Linked DNA regions of Zea mays: region 2 is linked to region 1. The links are chromatin contacts, called in public Hi-C maps. All regions are on one chromosome and are shown on one strand. Each heading gives the region's core, a stretch centred on a gene start, on an enhancer-like site or on the middle of the called end of the contact. The rest is flanking DNA. Distances are from core to core; before and after follow the strand shown. Region 1 holds the start of LOC100285209 (lrgB-like family protein). Region 2 holds the start of LOC100383166 (Plastidal glycolate/glycerate translocator 1 chloroplastic).

What was found. Hi-C and Micro-C count contacts between places; a contact is called where the count stands out from the background.
Region 2: a Hi-C map of leaf shows a contact between it and region 1, with 5 times the contacts expected there. The contact joins the promoter of LOC100383166 here to the promoter of LOC100285209 in region 1. A contact is called at or near these places in 5 of 25 Hi-C or Micro-C datasets (bundle sheath, endosperm, leaf and 1 more) and 1 of 3 datasets of contacts at active chromatin or transcription factors (leaf).

What each region holds. Positions count from the first base shown.
Region 1 is chr1:107,084,663-107,087,362 of Zm-B73-REFERENCE-NAM-5.0, reverse strand. It overlaps LOC100285209 (lrgB-like family protein), which reads left to right and starts at 1,397. Exons shown (of 8, transcript NM_001158103.2): 1 at 1,397-1,988; 2 at 2,101-2,416. The coding sequence starts at 1,617.
Region 2 is chr1:106,845,122-106,847,821 of Zm-B73-REFERENCE-NAM-5.0, reverse strand. LOC100383166 (Plastidal glycolate/glycerate translocator 1 chloroplastic) reads left to right here and starts at 1,335. Exons shown (of 8, transcript NM_001175831.1): 1 at 1,335-1,772; 2 at 1,854-2,169; 3 at 2,341-2,605; 4 at 2,698-2,700. The coding sequence starts at 1,410.

The DNA.
Region 1 (2,700 bases), core at 148-2,647:
TTTGTGTTGAAACTTTGGCACCTGTAGAACATGTAATCTAGAGCAAACTAGTTAGTCCAATTATTTGTGTTGGGCAATTCAACCACCAAAATAATATAGGAAAAAGTTTGACCATATTTCCCTTTCAGTATCTATTTTTGACAAAAACTTAAACATTCGTAAGCGTGATGCTTATATAAAATAAGGTCAGCTGACATAATTTAAAATATTTAGCGACAAAAATAGAGAACTCTTGAAGAATACATATTCTTTTACTCCCTGTTATTATTTAGCAACTCTCTACATTTATTTTAAGGGGACTATTTTTTGCAAAACTGTTGAAGATGCTCTTAGATTATGATTCATTTATGTGATGCTACAGTAAACACTTGCTAATTATGGATTAATTATACTTAATAAAATTTTGCTTAGCTATGTAATTAATTTTATAATTAGACTATATTTAATATTTATTTAATATTTGTAAGACATTCAAAAGTTTATATGGACTAAACTTTAAGGCGACTAAACTTTAAGGCCTAGTTTGGAAGCCACAAAATTGGAGGGGATCGAAGGGACTAAAATCTCTTTTTATTTAATAAGGGTTTGTTCGAGATTAAGGGTAATAAAGAGAATTGAAGAGGCTAAAATTCTTTAATATTTAAAATTGAATAGTAAGAAATTTTAACTCCTAATTCTCTCTATTACATTTGCTCTCAACTAACCCACAAGAAAGGAATATTATCTCCTTTAATTTCCTCCCATTTTGTGGTTTTCTAATATCTGAGACCAACACCCCCACCTAGAGATGGCCAAACGGGCCGCCCAGTCCGGCCCGTTTTGGTCCCTACCTTTTAGGCACGGTTAGAAAATCAGACCGAGCTGTCTAAGCTCGCGGGCTCGTTTCCCTGCCTAAGCCTGGCCCGCTGCGAATCTAAACGGGCTAGGCCAGTCCGATAAGCACGAAAAAGCGGACCAAAAATGGGTTAAACGGACCGGTAAGCACGATTTAGTACAAAAAAGCGGGCTTAACGAGTTTAGAGGTAAACGGACCGTGTTAGGCTAGCGACCGTGCTTAGTTTCCTGTCCGGATCCAACACTCTTATTCGTAACGAGCCAGCCTAGACCCGTATAAAAGCGGGCCGAACCAGGTTCGATAAAAAATGTGCTTTGAACCGGACTTTCGCGCTTTTTTCTGGTACATCAATACCCCAACCCTGATTTTTAGAATGGGCTGATGGCAAATAGTTAAATACCCAGCGCAACCGGTAAATGGCGCCGGCGGCGCGGCGCGGCAAGCTATCCCAGTAGCCCTTGTTTGGTAGCTGCTGCCGTCGCTTTCGTCCGAAGAGGTCGAGATCAGGTGAGGTGAGGGTCTCGCCACCTAACAATCTCAATCCCAATGTCATCCTCGCTCACTGCCATGCCGATAATTTCTAGCCACAATTCCATGCCTTGCCCGTCCAGTAGCTCCCATCTCATCCCATCCCGACGAATCAAATCTCCATCACCACTTCACCAGTCACCACCTTGCCTAGCCTCCGTCTGCTGCGGACGCCAGACATCAGTCAGCACGAGGGAAGCCCAAACTCTGCCGCCTCTTCCTCTGCGCTGCGCTAACAACGATTCCCGATTCCATGGCCGCGACCGCCATGATTAGGATTACCACTTTACGTTGCCGCCACGACCCGCTCTCCTCCCTTCCCCGCACCACGTCGGCCGCCTGCTCCTGTACCCTTCCGCCTCGATGTCGCCAATGCAGACTGCTCCCTCCCCATTCTTCTGGCTGTTCCCCTTCCTCCTCCATCTTTCCGCGCCGGGTCCGGGTCCGCCCAACAGCAGCATTGAAGCGCATCGGTGGCGGCAACACCAGCTTCATGGGTCCAGCCAACAATGGCGCCACCACGCTTCAGCGATCTTCATCGCCCGACCTTCGTCGCAGCCTGATCGTCCTCAAGTCTACTGCTGGTACAGGAGGTGGCAATGCTTCCTCAGGACTGCTGCCCACCGTGAGAAGACGCTTTCATATTTTCCTTCATTAATTATGCTCTTACATGTATTACTAAAAGCCATCTCTTTTTCGTCTGTTCTAGAATAATTGAACTCGATGCGTGTATGCAGATTCTTGGGGTGGCGCATCTGCTTGTGTCGCTGGGCATTGTGCTCGCCACCGATAAGTTCCTCAAACAGGCATTTGTTGCCGCGTCCATCAAGTTCCCAAGCGCCCTCTTCGGCATGTTCTGCGTCTTCTCTGTGCTAGTCGTGTTCGACACATTCGTGCCTGCTCTGGCGAAGGCGTTCATGGACTTCTTTGAGCCTGCCACGCTGTTCATCCAGAGGTGGCTACCGTTGTTCTATGTCCCGTCACTGGTCGTGCTGCCGCTCGCCGTCAGGGATGTCCCAGCGGCTTCAGGAGTCAAGATTTTTGCAATCACTTGTATGTATTATTCTCGACCTTATTTTTTTGTCATTGTTTCTCTTCATAAGAATTTGATTTGTCTCTACCTACCTAGGTCCTGTTAAGTTCCAACGTTTAAACTTTAGCTACCTTGAAATCAAATAGGTCAGCTAAGAACTAGATAAACTTCAGCTACAGCCCAAATTTCATTATCTCATTATCTCCTTATCCTTAGCTAATACTCTCTCCGTTCTAGTATATAAGGTGTAACCACCTCTCGTTCAAAGACCAAAAATACATTTAATTCTCTTTATACCACTGTA
Region 2 (2,700 bases), core at 86-2,585, 240 kb after region 1:
CCGATCGTTGACGCTCGAACGTCGACCCCTCCCGAAGATCAGGCTTCTGTTGCGTGTCTCCCGACCGCGACCACCTCGACTTTGGCTACCTCGGCATCTAGGGGCTATCGTCTTCTTGGAGCACACACCGGTCTCTACTCTAGCCGCAACATTCGCACCATTACGACGCTGCGACTGCGGGGGGATTTCAACCCGTCGGCTCCTACATTCGGCCTCTACTCTAGTCTCATCGTGTGTGGTGCCCCCGTTGTGACTGCGGGAGGATGTTAGACTGTGTGTGTGGGCTGACACCACTGTTGGACTGCCGACCCATTAGAGTTAGGGTTGAGTCAATATATATTGTATCCCATCTATTATCGATACAACAGTTCACTCTTCTACACCGACAACCCGTACCCGTTGGATTGAAGTCTTTGGTACTTTTCTCTGTAACACGCAAAACACATTCGTTTTTTGGATTTTGGGTACCATTACATCTCTGACGACAGGAGCGCTTGGTTGGTACTAGGCTCGCAGACGAGGCTGGTTTTGTTGTTACGGGAACCCCATGTCCGCCCCGCAAAATCATGCTTTATGGCAGATGCGGACCAGCTGCAACTTGTTTGCGGCAGCATGTGAACTGTTCCGCGAAGCCCATTGGACGAGAGCCCGCAGCGTCCCGCAAGAATGCAGCAGCATGTGAGCTGCTCAGCGGCGAAGCCCATTGGATGAGAGCGCAACGTCCCGCAAGAAGGCAAGAACCCGCAACGATGCTTGTGACCTGTCTGGCTGCCTCTGCAGCAGCAAAATATCCAACGGCAACCCGCTCCATGTTCAGGTGACCTGCCGGCGGGTGTCTATGGGCTTTGAGCTCAGGGTGTTGGGCGCGGAGGAGGACGAGGAGTTCATGTTCCCGGCGGCGACCCCGTGTAGAGTGTAGTGCTGCAGGGCCCTGGGTAGCACGGCCGATCTCGCCGTCCGTTCACGCATGGCTGCAGCCGGCGACGTCCACCAAGTTCGAGCGCAGAGCAGGAGGATGACGACGAGCACGCGCACCCGGCCGCTGTGGTTCTGTCCGTTTCCGGCTTTCCGCCCCGGGTCGTGGACAGCCACAAATCCGACCCCCGCGGCCGTACGTCGCTTTCCTCGAAGAAGAGGATGAGAGATTGTATTGATCGATCAAGTGAGGTGAGGGTCTCTCGCAGCCCAACGTTCTCAATCCCAACCCCATCCTCGCTCGCTGCCATGTCGATAATTTCTAGCCACACTTCCATCGCTCGCTCTCGTTCAGTAGCTCCTATCCCATCCCGACGAATGGAGTCTCCGTCACCACCTCGCCTGCTAGCCTCCTCCGTCTGCTCAAGACGAGGGAGGAGCAGAGACCGAACTCTGCCGTCTCTTCCTCCTCCCTCTGCACCCCCACGAGCTCCATGGCCGCCACCGCCATGATTGGGATTACCAACCTACGTTGCCGCCACGACCCGCTCTCCTCCCTTCCCCGGGCTACGTCGTCGGCCGCCCGGTCCTGTACGCTGCTTCCTCCTCGATGCCGCCGCCATTCTTCTTGCTGCTCCCCTTCCTCCTCCGTCTCTCCGTGCCGGGCCCGGGTCCGACCAACAGCAGCACTGAAGCGCATCCCTGCCGCCGACACCGGCTTCATGGGTCCAGCCAACAATGAGGCCACCACGCTTAAACGATCATCGTCGGCCGACCTTCGCCGCCGCCTTATCGTCCCCAGCTCCACCGCTGGCACCGGACACGCCGCCAGTGCTTCCACAGGAGTGCTGCCCGCCGTGAGAAGACGCTTTCCTTTATATTTGACACATCGTTCTCTCTCTCTTCAAGAATCGAACCTGATGCTTGTATATATGCAGATTATCGGGGTGGCGCATCTGCTCGTGTCGCTGGGCATTCTGCTCGCCATGGACAAGTTCCTCAAGCAGGCATTCGTCGCCGCGTCCATCAAGTTCCCGAGTGCCCTTTTCGGCATGTTCTGTGTCTTCTCGGTGCTCGTAGTCTTCGACACATTCGTGCCTCCTCTCGCGAAGGCGTTCATTGGCTTCTTTGAGCCCGCCACGCTGTTCATCCAGAGGTGGCTGTCCTTGTTCTACGTCCCGACACTGGTCGTGCTGCCGCTCGCCGTCGGGGATATTCCAGCGGCCTCAGGAATCAAGATCCTTGCAATCACTTGTATGAATGAGTCCTTTTCATCGCGTATATATATATATATATATATATATATATATATATATATATATATATATATATATATATATATATATATATATATATATGCTGTCGGGATCTTCTGTGCTAGCCGTTATGTTTAGCTATTCATGGGATGTGAAACTACTTTTTCAGTTGGTGGCTGGTTTGCTACCCTGACGGTGGCAGGATATACAGTGTTAGCCATGCGAAAACTCGTGAAGACAGAGCTTCTTGCACCATCGGAGCCCACGAAGAAGCCGTCGCCGTTTTCCACGTCGGAGATCTGGGCATGGTCAGCTATATTCGTCGCGTCGTTCGGCGTCGCATGTTTCAATCCCACGGCGTTTGGTACCACGGCAAGAACATGCCTTCCTTTCCTGCTTGCTGCTAATGTGCTGGGATACATGGTTGGTTCTGGGTAAATACGTACGCTTGTATAAACTCGATCGATCAATAGGATCCCAAGTATGCAGTTAGTTTTGGACTGACGTACGGTCTGAGTGTTTTCAGGTT